3 separate regions of the Mus musculus genome follow, and regions 2 and 3 are each linked to region 1. Evidence: chromatin contacts called from public HiChIP or PLAC-seq data. All regions are on one chromosome and are shown on one strand. The core of a region is the stretch at or near the end of the contact, and the rest is flanking DNA. Distances in the headings are between cores, read along the strand shown. Region 1 overlaps Rad51b (RAD51 paralog B). Region 2 overlaps Gm36660 (a long non-coding RNA gene). Region 3 overlaps Dcaf5 (DDB1 and CUL4 associated factor 5).

Region 1 (2,700 bases), core at 64-2,563:
AGGAAGACAGGACATCAAGTGAGGGATGGGGTTGCCATCCCACAGTCACAACTCTGACCCATAATTTTTCCTGTCTGAAAGAATTACAGGGATGGAAATGGAGAGGAGCCTGAGGAAAAGAAGATCCAGTGACAGGTCCAAAGTGGGATCCAACTCAAGGGGAGGTCCCAAGGTCTGACACAATTACTGAGGCTATGGAGCACTCACAAAAAGGGACTATCATGACTGCCCTCTGAAAGACCCAACAAGCAGCTGAAAGAGTCAGATGCAGATATTTGCACCCAACCAGTGGACAGAAGCAGCTGAGCCCTGTTGTTGAATAGGGGAAGGCTAAAAGAAGCTGAGATGGAGAAGAGCAATACTGTAGGAGGACCAGCAGTCTCAATTAATCTGGACCCCCAAGGTCTCTCAAACACTAGACCACTAAACAGACAGCATACACCAGCTGATATGAGGCCCCCAACACAGATATAGTAGAGGACTTCTAGGTCTGTGTTCATTCAGAGATGATACAGCTACCCTCAAGAGACTGGAGGCCCCAGGGAATTTAGAGATCAGGTTGGGTGGAGGGTGGGGATATCCATGTGGAGCCAGGAGGGTGGGGAGGAGGTATGGGATGTGGAACAGTCGGAGGGTGGATTGAGGGGGGGGGATAAAATATGGAGTATAATAAATAAATAACTAAGTAAATAAGTAAATAAATATATAAGTGACAAAAAAATTGAGATTTAAGTGGTACTAGAGACTGAGGCTATGATATAGAACTTTTCCCAAGTATGCCAACAACTTAGCAGGCACTGTCTACAGGGATATTCAGCATTCAACTGATAAGAGTCTAAAATGCAGTCTACTTTCCCTCCAGCCCCACATTTCCATCACTAGTAAGGATGCCCGAGCCAAATACCACATCCAGAACTGTGGCTCCTTGTTGTCTACACATCAGGCCCCAAATAACTGGTTTCTTTATCCAATCACTCTCAACAGAGGGGCATGCAGCAGAGGATTCCCAGCCACACCCCTGGAATACTCAGTGAGGACGCCAATGGAAAAGAACCATCTTCAGTGGAAATTTTATCTTCTGTCTACTAAGCTCCTCATTTCCCTCAGAAAATGTTGCTTCCTGTTCTAGAATGCTTTGGGTAGGACACTCATACTTCTCCCCAGCACTGTGCCAAAGCCCTCAAAAAAAGAAAACCGACTTGAATATCATGTTTACAAAAGAAAGGCAATGTATGAATTCATATCGTATCCTGGGCTTACAGCCACATAAGAGTCATATTCAACCTGACTGCATTCTATCAAACCATGAGTCATGTCTACACTGACCTCCAGGATGCTGGTGCTTTAGCCAGGGAATATTTCAAGTGTGTGGTCATCCAGTGCCATGAATAGCAGAAAATATAGGCAAAGTAGTTTCTAAATCAAATGTGTACCCTTGAAAATGACATTTGCAAACAATATAATTATGACAGGACACTCTGGTTTGGCTATTATTTTATCATTAAGGTTTAAAAAAAGATCAAGAAGGAAACATGACATCATATGGTATTCTGTCAGGTTTTACTTGTATGCAATAAGGCTGCCAGATATAAAGTAGGGCAAAAAAAAAATTCAGAAAGAAAAATTAAAAGCCAATCATGATGTCACCTGCCTGTAATTCCAGAATCCGGGAGGAAGAGGCAGGAAGATCACAATTCCAAGATCAGCGTGGACTGAGAAGCAAGGCCTACCAAAAACATAAAAAAAACCAAATAATTAAAATAATAAAGAGCTTAGAGCTCCTAATAGAAAATAGAAGCCGAGATTACACTGTTTGTTGAAGTAATCCACCTATAAACAGATACCTGAAAGAGTAGATTAAAGCAAACTCCCAAAGCCAAAATAACATGTAGTTTTAAATGCATGCATCAGTTTTATTAAGATATTTAACCACACAACATATGATCGTAAAGCATACGATTTGCTGTTTCTAACTGTATACAGGGATTTGAAATCATTGCTAATATATAACTACAGGACATTTTCATTGCCCTGGTGGAAACAAACATGTCCATTACTAAGCCAATCCATATCCCCACTGTCTCCAGAGCATGGCAACCACTCACTAATGCCTTTTCTGTTCCTATAGCTTTACCTATTTTGAACATTTCATATGCATGCAAGTATACAATATAGTCGTGTGTGACTGGTCCTTTTCACATAGTGCAGTGTTTGTCCAGCATGTATCAGTTCTTTGCTTCTTACATCACAAAATAATGGTAAATTATGGATATTTCATATCTTACTCTTTAGTTCGTAGATATCTCTATTCTTACAACTTTATGACTACAACAAATACTGCTATGATGGATATGTACACATTTTATGTGGGGAAACTTTTTGTTCTCCAGGACATATATTAGATGTAAACTTGTGGGGCCATACATAACGTACTCTGACTTTTTAAAGAATGAAAGCATTTTTCTCTATGGCTGCACCACTTTATACTCCCACCAGCAATGTTTAAAGGTTCAAGGTTTTTATACACTCTTGTCATTGCCTTTCTTTTTAAATTATAGCCATATAGTATAGCCATATAATATAAGCCTCTATTTTATTATGGTTTTAATGCACATCCTGCTGATGAATAAGGCAATTGAGTATATTTTTTGTATATTTAATTGGTGTTTGTGTATCTTCTTTGGGAAATATCTATTCAAA
Region 2 (2,700 bases), core at 146-2,645, 550 kb before region 1:
ACACACACCCCACAATATAAATACATTTTAGGACCACTGGATAACTTCTTAGGGGAAGACCCACCTGAGACATCATTCCCAATATCATCTCTGTATGCCAGAGTCTTCAGCAAGCTCCTACACAACCTTGCTGTTTGTGGTTCTCCAGGGCTAAGAAGGGAACTAGTAATCATTGGTCCCTCTTTGGGTGCCAATTGTTGAGGCTCTTGTTTTCATTAACTTGAAGCACCCTGGATGACCAGTAGGTCAAGGTGAGGGGGTCTCTGACAGAATGGGAGAGGAAGACGCATGGGAAGGGTAAGTTTTCCAGGAGGCTGGAGAAGGGTGGGATGGGAGCTGAGTCTTCAGTTTGGTTCCTGTCTCTGGGTTGCTTTGGGTAGGTACCCCGTGAAGGCACATGCCCTTCACTCCCCCATCTTTGCTCTTGGCTGGACTCTGTAAGTCTTCCTTCCCAATCTGTGATCCCTCCTGGGCTTCCTTCCTCTGTGCCTCCTCCTCTGCCTCTTGATTATTCAATACCCAAAATAAGCTTTGAGATTCTTCTTCTAAAGCAACTGAATATAGGTGGCCTCTGGATCCCCATCTTGTCCCACTTCTACTTCTCTGGGCCTTTCAGGGTTCAGATTGTCTCAGGTGTTTCAGTCTTGTTAGGGGCTTCATGGCTAATAAGAACATTGGGTCTTCTGGGGCAAATGTCACGGAGCAGACTTTGGTGGTCTTGTCATGCAGGTGAAGAAGAGAAAGAGGATTGACTGAGGTCATCTGCTTGGGTCCGTTGCTAAAAATTTCCCCATTTGTTGCCTTCCTTCCTCCCTCCCTCCCTCCCTCCCTCCCTCCCTCCCCCCCCCTCCCTCCCTCCCTTCTTCCTTCCTTCCTTCCTTCCTTCCTTCCTTCCTTCCTCCCTCTCTTCCTTCCTTCCTTCCTTCCTCTCTTCCTCTGCTTCTCCCTCCCTTCTTCCCTCTCTTCTATCCTTCCTTCTCTTATCTTTTTCTTCCTCCTCCTCTCCCCCTTCTCCTCTTCTCCTCCTTCTCTTTGAGACAAGTTTCTCTGTGTAGAACCGGCTGTTTGGAAACTCACTCTGTAGACAAACTGACCTCAAACTCAGAGATACTCCTTCCTCTGCCTCCCAAATACTGGGACTAAAGGTGTGTGTGTCCCCTCCTCCCCCCATTCTCAGCTAATCATTGTGTCTCTAAGAGGCATTTTCCTAAGGTGTGAAATGCAGAGCAGCCTTTCTGGTGACCAGAGGATTTGGGAAGACACCTTGAGCCACATGCCCCTCTGATTCAGTCTTCTTATGCTGGATACACACCCCACTTCCAAGGCAAGGGCCCACAGCTGGTCCACAAGTCATCCTCAGACTCCCATTGTTCTGAGTGAGTTCTGCTGTCTGGTAAACCATGAACAGTGTGGGTGTAACACTAGGTGACAGCAATCAATGGGTGACAGCCTGGTAGCTGACTCACTTCTGCAGATTTTGAATCAGACTAATGTTATTTCCTTTGATTTCTGGTGGACCAAGCCGGATTCATCAGGACACCTGTCGCTGAATTCGGGTTTTGGTGGAAGACAGTGAGTTGACTGAGGGCCTGAGGCCCGTTAGAGAAAAGCATTGTCCCAGAGACTAGACAGTGGGAGCTAAAGCTTTGCAGAAGGACTGGTGGGACAGAGGGACAGAGGAAGCCTGCCCAAGTGAGAGGGCTCAGCTATGGAGCTCAGGAAGTGGGAATGTGCAGTGTTCCTATGTGTAAATAAGGTTTAGTGGAGGCTCAGAGAGTGTAGAGAGAAATGATACAAAGTGAAGGGTGGATTTCTTTCTCCCCTCTCCAAGCTGAATGTCTGCATTGAAGTTGTCTTTCAAGTGACCTGGAATGAGACCTGAGTAGACTGAGGACCTATAGCTGGCAGATGACAGGCTGTCTGACTAGCGGCTATCAGTAACCAGGAGCTTCCCTGGGGGCCCAAGAGCTCTGCAGAGTCTCCAGGGAACCTGCTTGAGGAGGACTCCAGGGGATCTCCTTGAATACACGGTCTTCTCTTTCTCTCCCACTTCTTTCTTCCTGGGCTCCTTCTGGTGTCTCGAGCTTGACCTGTTAGAAAAGAGGACAGGTGTGGAGGAGGACACTGTGGGGATGACTCTGGCACATGCCCACACCAGTGATGAGACGTGGAGCGCAAAGACCCAGAAGGGACCGTCGAGAAACTGCATTGCCGAGGCACCAGTATTCCTGGGTATACAGCTGGACCCTGTGTGACTGCCCCAAATGTTCCCTGGATTCCTCATCTCTCTCCAGGGAGAGAGGAAGTTTTATTCCTGGTCCCAGTGACACCCTCTTCAGCTCATCTTATGGGTAGAGAAATGAGTGACTCCTGTGCTAAGGACTCTGGGAGAAGAGTCTGCCCTACTTAGTGCTTCCCTGGGGAGGAGGGGCCGGTAAGCAGAGACAGTGGCTGAATACGTGTGGCCACCCCAAAGGAAACCTCTCTCCTGGGCTCTTGCTATCTTCCTCTGAGATCATCGCCCATCTTCTTCAGTTCAGCTCCCTCTCCCTTTCTGTGTGTTTGCTAGACAATTTCTCACTCAAATATTCACTTCATAGCTCCGAAGTAGCTGGGCACTCTGCATGAACTTCATGTCATTGGTGAAGGTATTGTGGCTGTGCTCTAGCCATTGCGGCTATAGAGGGAACAGATCCTAGG
Region 3 (2,700 bases), core at 39-2,538, 910 kb before region 1:
AAACAGCCAAGGCTACACAGAGAAACCTTGTCTCAGGGGGCTTGGGGAGGCGGTGGGAAGAAAGCCTTTTCTCTTGGCAAAATAGATCATTCCTTATTCTCACTATAAATGGCCAGCTGCATAAACTCCTGCTGAGATGTATCCATCCATTCTTCTGGAAGGAATCACATTTTGTTCTCTACGATGTACTCCTAACTACATCAGGTTCTTGTGCACTCTCCTTGGTTGAAAGATTAATCTTCTTACCCAGAAATGCAGGAAGAAGAAAAGTTACTGGAGCCACACTCCTGCACTCTAACCAAATTATAAATGCCAGGTCAAGGATCTTGGGTGGGGATAGAATAGACCCGTGGGCCAGTGATGGGCAGGCTCCTCTTCAGGCCTGACTGGAATGGACAGAGAGGATAACTATTAACTGATGAGAAGGGAGTTTAGCAGAGGCCCCTGCTTCCTGTCAGGGACTTGAGCTGATGTCAACCCTGCTGCTGTGCTGTGCTGTGCTGTGCTGTGCTGTGCTGTGCTGTGCTGTGCTGTACTGTGCTGCGCTGTGCTCTTGTGCTGTGCTGTGCTGTGCTCTTGTGCTGTGCTGCGCTGTGCTCTTGTGCTGTGCTGCGCTGTGCTCTTGTGCTGTGCTGCGCTGTGCTCTTGTGCTGTGCTGGGCTGGGCTGGGCTGGGCTGGGCTGCGCTGCGCTGCGCTGCGCTGTGCTGCTCTGTGCTCTTGTGCTGTGCTGTGCTGTGCTGCGCTGTGCTCTTGTGCTGTGCTGTGCTGCGCTGCGCTGTGCTGCGCTGCGCTGCGTTGTGCTGTGCTGTGCTCTTGTGCTGTGCTGTGCTGTGTGTGCTGTGCTCTTGTGCTGTGCTGGGCTGTGCTGTGCTGTGCTGCGCTGCGCTGGCTGTGCTCTTGTGCTGTGCTGTGCTGTGTGTGCTGTGCTGGGCTGTGCTGTGCTGCGCTGCGCTGTGCTGGCTGTGCTCTTGTTCTGTGCTGTGCTGTGCTGTGCTGTGCTGTGCTGTGCTTGGCTGTGCTCTTGTGCTGGGCTGTGCTGTTCTGGGCTGTTCTGGGCTGGGCTGTGCTGTTCTGGGCTGTGCTGGGCTGTGCTGGGCTCTGCTGGGCTCTGCTGGGCTCTGCTGGGCTGGCTGTGCTGGCCAAGTTTGTTTCTGTTGAGTCTTGTTCCACCCCTCACCCACCCTCAGTTCCACAGATTCTGGCTGAGTTGCAAGCTCCATGCTGACTGTAGATTGAAAGCCTTTCATTGTTTTTGAACTCAGTGTTTAGATAGCACCGCATGCCTGTGGTGGCCAGGGCTCCCTATAAAGGAAATGCCTGGGCTCCAGCTGCCCAGTCCTTTCATTCTCTGTGTATGAGTGAGTGAGTGTGGCTTGTATTCAAGACATTATAAGATCATTTATTTCTTTGCTGGGTTTATCATTTGGGGACTTGGGATTCTAGACTCCTCCTTGGTACTTGGAGTTCTGGGGATGGTTTTTGTCTTTGCTGTCTTCCATCCATTCCACCCAGGAGGATGGCACGATGTTTTATCCAAACCTTGTTTCTGCACACAGCCGCAGTACCACAGCATTCCTCCCTTGGTGAGAAGATTGCTTTGGGAGGGTAAAGTAGGCATGGCTGCGGCTGGTGTTGGCAGGTTGTGTTTATGACCATGCCAGGTTGGCAGCTGCTCCTGCATGAACGTTTTCAGGGCCATTCTTCCTGTAGGTCATCTTCAGGCAAGTCAGGACCTCATCAGCAAAAGAAGTCATTTAGAAGCATACTGTATGTCTTAGTTAGGCTTTTACTGCCATGAACAGACACCATGACCAAGGCCACTCTTATAAGGACAGTATTTAATTGGGGCTGGCTTACAGGTTCAGAGGTTCAGTCCACTATCATCAATGCGGGTGCATGGCAGCATCCAGGCAGGCATGGTGCAGGAGGAGCTGAGAGTTCTACATCTTCATCTGAAGACTGCTAGTGGGAGACTGGCTTCCAGGCAGCTAGGATGAGGATCTTAAACCCACAGTGACACATGACTCCCAACAAAGCCACACCTACTCCAACAGGGCTACACATTCTAATACTGCCATTCCCTGGGTAGAGCATATGCAAACATCACACTTCATGACTTTAAAAATGTTATAAACATTATGAAACTACAGAAAAAATAATGCAATAAGAACATATAACCGCTTAGTAAAGCTATACAAATGATACTCACATAGCCTGACTTCAGTGAATCAGAGATATAAAAGAGAACATGGTTGTGGCATGGGTAACCACCCCTCTGTGAGATAAGGCCCAGGTAATCAAGAATTCTGTTGAGGGACTGGGGAGACGGCTCAGTTATGAGCACTTGGAAGGGCTGGAGAGATGGCTCAGAGGTTAAGAGCTGTTGCAAACTTGGGCTTGAGATTCCCAGCATCTCTCTGGTGGCTGTCATTAACCCCAGTTCCAAGAGATCCAGTGCCCTCTTCTGGCCACCAGACTTATGCATGGTGCACAGACATATACATAGACATTCACATATACACATAAAACACACACTACACTATAGCATAATAAGTGAACCAGAATATACTGTATGTCTTAGTTAGGCTTTTACTGCCATGAACAGACACCATGACCAAAGCCACTCTTATAAGGACAGTATTTAATTGGGGCTGGCTTACAGGTTCAGAGGTTCAGTCCACTATCATCAATGCAGGTGC

The links. HiChIP or PLAC-seq counts read pairs in DNA pulled down with a chosen protein or histone mark.
Region 2: a contact with region 1 is called in a FOXA1 HiChIP or PLAC-seq map of pancreatic cancer cells. The contact joins two enhancer-like sites.
Region 3: a FOXA1 HiChIP or PLAC-seq map of pancreatic cancer cells shows a contact between it and region 1. The contact joins two enhancer-like sites. A contact is called at or near these places in 1 of 484 Hi-C or Micro-C datasets (bone marrow-derived macrophages) and 2 of 115 datasets of contacts at active chromatin or transcription factors (astrocytes and pancreatic cancer cells).

Annotation. Positions count from the first base shown.
Region 1 is chr12:79,470,629-79,473,328 of GRCm38.p6, reverse strand. All of the region lies in intron 7 of Rad51b (RAD51 paralog B), which reads right to left. Among named protein-coding and RNA genes, the nearest start is that of Rad51b, 170 kb to the right of the region's middle. Within about 2 kb of position 1,313, at least 54 of the 459 cell types and tissues checked have an H3K27ac peak or open chromatin away from gene starts, as enhancers often do. A contact at or near this core is called in pancreatic cancer cells, where this site is marked.
Region 2 is chr12:80,025,221-80,027,920 of GRCm38.p6, reverse strand. All of the region lies in intron 3 of Gm36660 (a long non-coding RNA gene), which reads left to right. Gm36834 (a long non-coding RNA gene) reads right to left here. Exons shown (of 5, transcript XR_381742.3): 2 at 1,991-2,090; 3 at 65-717. Among named protein-coding and RNA genes, the nearest start is that of Gm36834, 7.0 kb to the right of the region's middle. Within about 2 kb of position 1,395, at least 4 of the 459 cell types and tissues checked have an H3K27ac peak or open chromatin away from gene starts, as enhancers often do. A contact at or near this core is called in pancreatic cancer cells, where this site is marked.
Region 3 is chr12:80,378,514-80,381,213 of GRCm38.p6, reverse strand. The region is part of intron 5 of Dcaf5 (DDB1 and CUL4 associated factor 5); the gene reads left to right. Among named protein-coding and RNA genes, the nearest start is that of Mir1843a, 12 kb to the left of the region's middle. Within about 2 kb of position 1,288, at least 137 of the 459 cell types and tissues checked have an H3K27ac peak or open chromatin away from gene starts, as enhancers often do. A contact at or near this core is called in pancreatic cancer cells, where this site is marked.